Linked DNA regions of Sus scrofa: region 2 is linked to region 1. Evidence: chromatin contacts called from public Hi-C data. All regions are on one chromosome and are shown on one strand. Each heading gives the region's core, a stretch centred on a gene start, on an enhancer-like site or on the middle of the called end of the contact. The rest is flanking DNA. Distances are from core to core; before and after follow the strand shown. Region 1 has its middle 110 kb from the start of RBPJ. Region 2 overlaps RBPJ (recombining binding protein suppressor of hairless).

Evidence for each region. A called contact is a pair of places that touch in the nucleus more often than the background predicts.
Region 2: a Hi-C map of skeletal muscle shows a contact between it and region 1, with 4 times the contacts expected there. The contact joins two enhancer-like sites. A contact is called at or near these places in 2 of 47 Hi-C or Micro-C datasets (embryonic fibroblasts and skeletal muscle) and 1 of 2 datasets of contacts at active chromatin or transcription factors (alveolar macrophages).

What each region holds. Positions count from the first base shown.
Region 1 is chr8:19,821,184-19,825,985 of Sscrofa11.1, reverse strand. No RefSeq gene overlaps it. Among named protein-coding and RNA genes, the nearest start is that of RBPJ, 110 kb to the left of the region's middle. Within about 2 kb of position 2,010, at least 12 of the 83 cell types and tissues checked have an H3K27ac peak or open chromatin away from gene starts, as enhancers often do. A contact at or near this core is called in skeletal muscle, where this site is marked.
Region 2 is chr8:19,970,942-19,975,743 of Sscrofa11.1, reverse strand. The region is part of intron 1 of RBPJ (recombining binding protein suppressor of hairless); the gene reads right to left. Among named protein-coding and RNA genes, the nearest start is that of RBPJ, 40 kb to the right of the region's middle. Within about 2 kb of position 2,438, at least 15 of the 83 cell types and tissues checked have an H3K27ac peak or open chromatin away from gene starts, as enhancers often do. A contact at or near this core is called in skeletal muscle, where this site is marked.

The sequences.
Region 1 (4,802 bases), core at 761-3,260:
TAAAGCTGCTATAAACACGTGCACAGGTTTTTGTGTGGACGTAAGTTTTCCCCTCCCTTAGGGAAACGCCAAGGAGCACAACTGCTGGATTGTGTGATAAGAGTGTGTTTCACATCGTAAGAAACTGCCCAGTTCTCTGCCAAAGTGGCTGTACCGTTTTGCATTCCCACCAGCAAAGGTTGGGAGTTTGCTCCATTGCTCCACAGCCTCGCCAGCATTTGGTGTCAGTGTTTTGGATGTTGGTGGTTCTAATAGGTGTGCAATGACAATGTTTTAACTTGCATTTCCCAGATAATGACATGGTGTGCTGTGGAGCATCTCTTCATATGCTTGATTGCCATCTTCATATCTTCTTTGGTAAAGTGTCTCTGAAGGTCTTGAATCCATTTTTTGATGGGGTTGTTTTCTTATTTTCGAGTTCTAAGTGTTCTTTGTAAATTTTGCATTGCAGTCCTTTTCACGATGCCCTTTTGCAAGCATTTTCTTATTTTTATTTTTTTGTCTTTTTAGGGCCACGCCCATGGCATATGGAGGTTCGCAGGCTAGGGGTTGAAATGGAGCTGCAGCTGCCGGCCTATGCCACAGCCACAGCAAAGCCAGACCTGAGCCACCTCTGCGACCTACACCACAGCTCACGGCAACGCCAGATCCTGAACCCCCTGAGTGAGGCCACGGATCGAACCTGAGTCCTCATGGATACTAGTTAGATTTGTTTCCACTGAGCCACGATGGAAACTGCTTTTGCAAGTATTCTCTCCCAGTCTGTGATTTGTCTTCTCATTCTGTGTCTTTCATAGAATAGTTTTTAAATTTAATGGAGTTCAGCTTATCAATTATTTCTTTCAGGAGCATCCCTTTGGTCTTGCATCTAAAAAGCCATCACTATGCATTTGGCTTTACATTTTAAAAGGTATTTATAAAAACCACAAGAGAAATGTGAAGTTGGGGCTGCCCTGGACAGTCTGAGAAGTGCATGGGACAGGTGCCTATTGATCTCATCAGCATCGTTCTGCAACTTCCCAGGAGCCCTGATTCCCGTTGGTGGGCCCTGTATCTCCATGGAAGTTACACCACCCAGCTTTAGGAAGAGAACACGTGATCTAGCCAATCAATGAGCCCAGGCCTTGGCCACTGTGATTGGTTCCACTTTGGGCAAATGACCAAAGCCAGTGCAAGCAAAATGAAGTTCAGGGCTCTGATTTAGAAACTGGGGACAAAGGCATTCTCTTTTGCTCAGAGGCAGTATGGCTTATCTGTATGGGGAATGGAGTTGCTACAGCCACTTTTGCTACCTGGAAGATAGCCATGCTCAAAACAACCCACATCCAGAAGAGATCAGCACCGGGAAAATGTTAGAAAACAGAAAGGAGCCCTAATAAGATTCAGATCCCCTGGAACGAATTGTGCCTGGAGACTGTTCTCAGTCTGGACTTTGGGGTTACATGATCCAATAAATTTACTCTATCAGTTGGGGTCTAGTCAGGAAAAGAGAAACCACACCAGATATTTCAAAACACAGGGAGTTAATAAAAGAATTTGTTACACAAGGGAGAGATCAAAAAGAGGATGCTGAGGTAACTCAGAGATTAATAACTCCTGAGGTCAGCAGAAGAGGGGGTAGAGGGTAGTTCAGAGCTTGGGGCCTTGGAGGGGGTCTCATGAGACTGGTGCTGGGCTCGTGGAGGGGAATCTGCCCTGCTCACATTCAGACCCTTGAAGTTCTCAGATCACTGAGGAGGGGGAGAGACTTGATAGGTGCTTACATCCGCAAGGAGGTACCAGGGGTTGGTCTGATGCCCCAGAGCACACGGGCCGGGAGATGAGGAAGCCCCTCCCAAGGGGCCATGGCTGGTGGTCAGCTCCAGTCCCTCTGCAGGACGTGGTGAGGAGGCTCTGGGAGCAGCAAAAGGAGCTGGGAAGTGGAGCCCACTGTCTACTCTTGCTGGAGAGACACTACCAGGAACTGAAAGAAAGAAATGAAGCCCTTCTCCTTTTCTCCCACCTCCCGGTGTCCCTCTGGTGCCCCCTGTTGGCGGAATCTCATAGACAGTCTGTGAAAAGGGGGTGCCGGGGACCAGACCAGCATCACAGAGTGAAAAGGGTGAGCTGAAGGATGAGAGGAGAAAGGTAAAAAGCAGGCACAATGGTATAGCCAATTCGAATGGGGCTTTCTGCTGGTTGCAATCCTATTGATAAACCTGATTATCATAACCACTATAATTATAGTCTTATCCCATACTTCCCTGGGCTATAATCTGGAAATCATTTTGGTAATCCTAATTCTATGGCTTACTCTGTTGATTGCTGATGTGTTCCTGTCCATTCTCTCTGATGAGACGACCAAGCATGGGGAGGCCAGATACCAGGTTCACTCCAAGCTGCCCACTTCTCTTTCGGAAAAGCACATGGTAGATGGAAACTTCGAATCTAAGTATGTGTTTTTTGTTTTGTTTTATTTTGTGTTTGGCTGCACTTATGGCATGCAGAAATTCCCAGGCCAGGGATCTAACCCTCCCCACAGCAGGGACAATGTCGGATCCTTAATTGGCTGAGACACTAGGAAACTCCAGTGGATGGAAAATTGGAGATCCATTGCAAGAAGAAACTCTGAGGCTTCTTTGGGGGTTGGGAATTGGACTGGGGTGTATTTTGCCTGCAAGATACAGACCCCACCACCACCACCAAGTGATTCAACCATGAGAAAATCTATCATCTCCCATAGCGGGAACTCCAGGGAGGCAGCTTCGAGGAGGGTTAATTCATCAGCTCAACAATATCATCAAGAATACACGTTCTTTTCATCTTTCCTCTCTTGATCCTCATACTTGGTTCTTTGGCTAATGTCCCAACATGGTTATAACAGCCGCCTCGATTCCAACCATGTTATCCGGATAATGTCCAGTAGAAGAAGAGCTCCGTCTTTGTGCGCGTGTCTCTTGCATAGCAAGGGAGCCTTTGCCGGAAGCCTCCAACTGGATTTCCTGTCATGTCACAGGGTAGAACCAGGTCATGTGACCACACCTGAACTTATGACCAGCAAGGGGGCGAGGAACCCCGTGGTCGGTTCAGACCAACTAAAGTTCATTCTGGATCTGGGCTTTGGTATCTGTATCAGTCAGGATTTAACCCAGAACCACTAGAACCACTTTTCAAGGGTCCCACATCCATGTGGAATTGGATTTGCGGTCGGAATGGGACTTCTGCCACAGAGAAAGCATCAACCCATCTCTGCAGGACTGCGGTCCTCGCATGTGATGCTGCAGCTTCAAGGTCCGCAGTGCAGGAGGTGGGTGAGAGAAGATGGATGCAATGTGGGAAAAAGCAAGGACAAGCTGGACACCACAGGGATGGACGGAAACACATGCCATGGGTTCTCATGACCCTTGACCTTGATGTCCTATGAGAGAAGCAGGGCCCTTTGTGGCTGGCCTTGGAGAAGCCAAAGGAGGAGCGAGGCAAAGGTGAGGCAGCTTCGGGCCTGGCCACTACTCCCTGACAATGAGGTGAGTCTGATGCCCTCCCCTCTCCCCTGCCAACCTGCTGGGCTTGCCATCTGCCTCCAAATCCCAGGCAAAGATGTCTCTCAAGGCCCAGCTGGAAAGGGATTTAGGAAAGTTAACTTCAGGGTAGCCCAGCTGACCCACTATAAACACCAGGGTAACTGCCATTGAGGGACGGATCTTAAACAAAACTAGTATGTTTTTTTGTGGTTGTTTGTTTTGTTTTGTTGTTTCTTGTCTTTTTAGGGCTGCACCTGCGGCATATGGAAGTTCCCAGGCTAGAAGTCGAATAGGAGCGACAGCTGCCGGCCTATACTACAGCCACAGCAACGCCAGATCTGAGCCGCATCTGCGACCTACGCCACAGTTCATGGCAACGCTGGAGCCTTAACCCACTGAGTGAGGCCAGGGATCGAACCTGCGTCCTCATGGATCCTAGTCAGATTCATTTCCACTGAGCCACGACGGGAACTCCTCACACTGGGATGTTATAAGCAAAGAAGATGAGAGAAGAGATCAGGGGGGAGGCCGCCAAAGGATCTGTGCTGCAAGGGGCATTTTTAGCTGCTTCGAGCTGGGATCCAGTGTCAGGAGGGGTGCGAATGTCAAGCACCTGTGAAGGGGGGCCGTGTCTACACTGCAGAAAAGCAGGCTGCCACCTCTCCCTCTCTCTCTCCCTCTCCCTCTCATTGATTCCGGGCTTATCATGGACCAAGCCCTGGCAGGAAACACTAAAGAAAAATAAACTCATGCCTTCAGCAGTTAGAGGAGCACCCTCCCTCCCTCTGAGTCACCACCCACCCTGTCGGTTCACTTCCCCTGCCAGGAACCCCCTCTCTCCACTTCCTGATCTCAGGCAGCACGCACACATTGAGCACCTACTGTGTGCTAGATGCAGGAAATACAAGATGAGAAGGAAATGAACCCGAGCTCCCACTCTAGTTGGGGAACCTCCTTCCTCTTTCCCTGAATCCCCCTCCTTCCAGAAAGCCCTTCCCAGCCGTCTTCCCAAGCACTCCAGCAAAATCCCGCCGTCCCTGCCCAGGTCTCTGCACGGCTGTAAGTGATTATCTACAAGTATGTGTGTATACGGACATGTCACTTTGCTTTTAATGAATGCTTTGTTTTTGTTGGTCCCATCTTCCCCCTGGGGCGCAGAAGGACTTTGAAGGTCGGGTTTCTGATTTCTTCGCTGCTCAGAACTACGTGCAGTGTGCGGGCGGCTGTGCTCAAAAGGGAGCGATCCAACCAGGCTTTCCAAGGATTGCAAGCAGCACATCCAGCGCCTTGGAAGCTGCAGGA
Region 2 (4,802 bases), core at 1,189-3,688, 150 kb before region 1:
ACAGTCATATCTATCTTACTGGAGGTTTTGAGAATTAATACGGGTTAACTCACATAAAGCACTTAGAACAGAGCTGAGCATGTAGAAAGCATTATACTTATTATTATTGTTATTACTCTGTTGAGCTTGAATCCCAGCCCTGCCATGTGGATTTCATGCCTTGTTCAAATCATCCTTGGTCTTGAAACCCTGGTTTCCTCACCTAATAGGATGGGAATGATCATTTCTGCCCGGCCTGCAGGGCTACTGTGAAGACCGTAGGAGGTAGTGTCTGTGGAAGCTCTTAGCACACTAAGAAGATATGGCCCCTGTTAAAACTCTAAATTTATTTATTTTCTTTTTAGGCTGCACCTTAAAACTCTAATTTTTTTTTTCTTTTTATGGCTGCACCTGACACGTATGGAAGTCCCTGGGCTGGGGGTCAAATCAGAGCTGGAGCTGCCGCCGCAGCCACAGCAACGCCAGGTCCAAATTACATCTGCGACCTACACCAAAGTTTGTGGCAATGCTAGATCCTTAACCCACTGAGCGAGGCCAGGGATAGAACCCGCAACCTCATGGATACGAGTTGGTTCTTAACCCACTGAGCCTCAAAGGAAACTCCCTGAACTTTTTATTTTTTTTAAGGAAAAGATGCCCACCTTGAGATCTAACAAATCTAATTATTATCCCACCCTAGTTTCACATTTTAAAGCTCATCTGTTTGTCGCTGACACCAGCTCCCAGAAGGGGACACCCCTCTAGATCTAGAAGAACCACGAGGAACTGGTTTGCAAAGCACCATCTGCTCACCATTTACTCGCTAAGGTTTTCCATTTCAGAATCAGACGTGGGCCACAGAATCCTCTGCCTTCTCCAAAGGGCTTAGAAAAGGCTCTGTCATTTCCACATTAAAACGGAGGGGTAGAAAGGGAGAGGGCTGCTTGAATGTAAACCTGGAAAAATCTGAATTGATCTACAGAATTCGGCAGGTGGGCAGCCCTGGAGCAGAAAAGCAAACCGTAGTCACCTGTGCAGCTGACATGCCATGGTTTTCAGGAGGGGTACAAAGATTTAAGGGACTTTTATGAAGATATTTAGCATAATCCTCCTTTTAAAAACTACCAGAGTTCAGAGGAAAAAAAATAAGACCCAAAAATGTTTTCTTGGCTATGTTTCTTATAGTGACTGTGAAAACCCATGAAGGAGGAAAACTGGCCAGCAATTTTTTTTGAGGGTATGAAAGCCTCTCATTTTTATAGTTTTGAAAATCCTTGGAGTTTAACTTTGAACTTTAACCAAGAAAAATTATATCTTATAAACAATGGCATTTGTTGATTGGATGGAGGACTAGATCAATATTGGTCTTGGCAACTTGTTTTGGCTGCAGTTGCCTACAGAAATATGCTGCTTGTGGTGTTAAAAAATTATGTCAGTTCCTCACCATGTGCCTCTTTTTCTTGGAGTTTTGCCTGAGCATTAGTTTCCAAAGATACTTCCAGAAGTTAACCTAGAGCCTGGCCTCAGCAGTGAAGGAAGTTACACATAAACTCTCGGAAAGCAGCCGCCACGGTGAGCTTCTGGGAGGAAGAGAGGAAGAAATCTCAAACTTTGGAGAAAGGAGATAACCCAGAGAAGTTCTGAATTCCAGGAGGATGGCCACATTCCTTCCCCCGCTAAAATTTTCACTTAGGCTCATCACACCGAGAGGGGAAACAAACCCCCACACTAAACAAAAATAAATCACTGTTGGTAAGTGCAAACCATTGCTTTGAAAGAAAATAACCATGTTGCAGACGCGCTGGAGCTGTCTACTTTAGAACATCTTAAATCTTTCCATTTTGGGTTGGGGGGAGAGTGGTGGTGGTGGTTGGGATGTTTAAGGAGGGAGGTAGTAAAGGTTTTGGCGTTTTATTTTAGGCTTTCATGTTACCAATTTATTTAGGACATAAGGCGCTATGCCACATGTTTACTTCTGCATATACTTATAAAGAAAATATGCATGTATTGACTCAACTCAGCAGACTGGGTTGGGTTATTTACCCTCATTCTTTGTAACTTTGGTCTGGATTTTCACTTTAAGTGTGATCCATAAAGCCTATGAAAGTGGGGCAACAAGAAAAATTAAATAGGAATCCCACATCATCACCCCCGAGCCTGGCAGCCTCTTTTGCCCTGTGGTCTGCACTGGGTTCTCCTGTCCTGGGAAGAGGGTGGGGTGATGTCTTTTAAGCTGACAGCTGGCAATGAAAAATGGCACAGGGCTGGAGCTGCTATCACGTCCCTGCTCCTTGTGGAGGATCAGTGAGCACCTGCCACTGCCTGGGAAAGACTGAGCCAAGAGCTGTCACTGAATGACCACTCCCACCCCCCCACCCCTGCCCAGGACCTGGTGGCTGACCCCGCCCTGTGCCCCTGAAAGCCAATGGGCGCTCTAGGTCCGCCTAAACCCCACCCCCATCTATCTGCCCTCAGAGACCTCTCCTTTGAGCCACGTGGCCCCTGGCGCCAAGGCGGGGAACCTTGGCTTGTCCCTTTGGGAAGGTGGCCAACTCTGCATTTGCCAGATTCTCATAGTTTTTTGACCCATGTCTGGGTGAAATGAGTGCAGGGGGCAGGATTATTTTCAGCCCAACTCAGGGATGTCGTGCCGGGCAAATACTAAGCCATAAAGCGAGGCTACTGTGAACATTTATTGAGCTCTTACTGTCAACCGTGCATTGTGCTAAACACTTTGCACGCTTTATTTTATTAAGTCATAACAACCGTTTTATGAGAGCAGCGCTATTTTCAAGATGAGAAAAGTGAGGCGGGGCATTTCACAGTCAGTAACAGCGCTGGGACTTCTCCGGGTACGTCTCACTGCGGAGCCTGTCACTTCTAATTTGGACCAACACGCAGCCCACTTTGCTTACATGCCACCTCTTTGCAAGGCCACATCTAAGAGGGTCCCCACCAGTTGCCCTCCCCCCAAAATACACTGGTGACCACACAGATGGCAAGGCTGCACCTACTTGCCCCCGCGGACCCGGCCGGCCGCCTTCCTTTGTGAATCACCTCCAGAACCCTCACAGCTTTACTAACCAGACCACACAGGGAACCCTTCCTAATGTCCCGTCTTCAAAGGTGCGCACTTCTCTCACGAGCATAAGAACCATTTCCTCAGCCAGAGTCAGTATTCCTTGAATGCAAGAACCGTATCTTCTATTACTTCTAAATTAAATAATAATAAATTACTGACTCTTAAGGTCGGAAATAATGCTTAGAGGTCACCTGCCCAATCCAGTCATTTGAAGGAGGTGGAGTGGAGGCCTAGGGAGGTTCAGGAGCATGGCCGAGGCCCCACAGCAAGAGACAGGCAGCCTGAGGACCAGAACCTCTGGCTGCTGACGGTCACGAGCAATAACTCCTCCTCTAGTTGATTTGAACTGACCTATTCAGGTAGTGTGGGGCAGAGAAGAGAGGCCACGAAAGAATTTCCAAAAGGCCAACCTCAGCGATCCCATTCCGGGCGCTGTCACCCCTCCCCCACCCCAAACTACACCTCAACGCGGGTGGTCGGCGATGCTTGTGAAGGAGAGGCGCCCCCTCCCCGGGGCGGTGCCTTAGAAGAAAAGTCAACGAAGCATCTTCCCTGGGGTGAAGCATCTTCCCACAGGCTCTGAGGACACAGCCGTGGGCCTGATCTAGCCCCTTTCCAAGCCCCTCGTGCAGCCAGACGCTCCCCAGTTCAGCTTCCATCTGCCAGCTGACTCAGCTCCGGTAAACATTCCCGGGCAAGAAACACTCACCGCACCCCAGGAGTGCTCCCCGCGGGGCTCCTGCCTGGCAGCCCAGCGCCCTGGATGTGCAATTCCAGTTCTGGATCCTTTGTTTTTCCCGGAGGCCAAGCCCAAGCCCAGGGTGGCGGGCAGGAGGACTCTGCAGGGAGCTGTGCACCTGGGGTCTCAGGGGTCAGGCCCCCCTTGCCTGGCCTGGCCACCTCCAGTGCCCTGAGACTGGGCTCAGCTGATCTCTGGTAGGGCAGGTCGCTGGGAGAAGTAGGATTGTGTGCAGAAAACTTTACAAGTTATAATGGGCCCAGATTTAGAAAATAATTCAATGAAAACTGTTGATTTCAGTCTCTCCCTTGCCAGAGGAAAATGACTTTATATCAAGAATAATAGATACATTCACTAAGCATGGACTTCCAGCTTGAAACTGTCCTTGATTGTATTAACTTCGTGTTATTTCATGTTTATTGTCCTGGCACATGGTAAGGATTAGTGCGTATTTGGTGAAGGAATGAATTTATTTTTTTCCTTTTTTTTTTTAGGGCCATATCTGTGGCATATGGAGGTTCCCAGGCTAGGGGTCAAATGGGAACGGCAGCTGCTGACCTACGCCACAGCCACAGCCACAGCAACGCCAGATCCGAGCCGAGTCTGTGACCTATACCACAGCTTGTGGCCAATGCTGATTTAACCCACTGAGCAAGGCCAGGGATAGAACCCGAATTCTCATGGATACCAGTCAGGTTCTTAACTCGATGAGCCACAACAGGAACTTCCATGAAGGAATGACTTTTTTCCTCACAGTAACCCTATAGTATCTCCAACTAAAAGAACCTCTAGGCTGCACAACCCACCTTCACTTGGGTTCTTTTTTTTTTTTTTTTTTTAGGGGCCGCACCTGCGGCATATGGAGGTTCCCAGGGAAGGGGTCAAATTGGAACTGCGGCTGCCAGCCTACACCACAGCCATAGCAACGCCAGATCCGAGCCGTATCTGCGACCTATGCTACAGCTCACAGCACCACCGGATCCTTAACCCACTGAGCAAGGC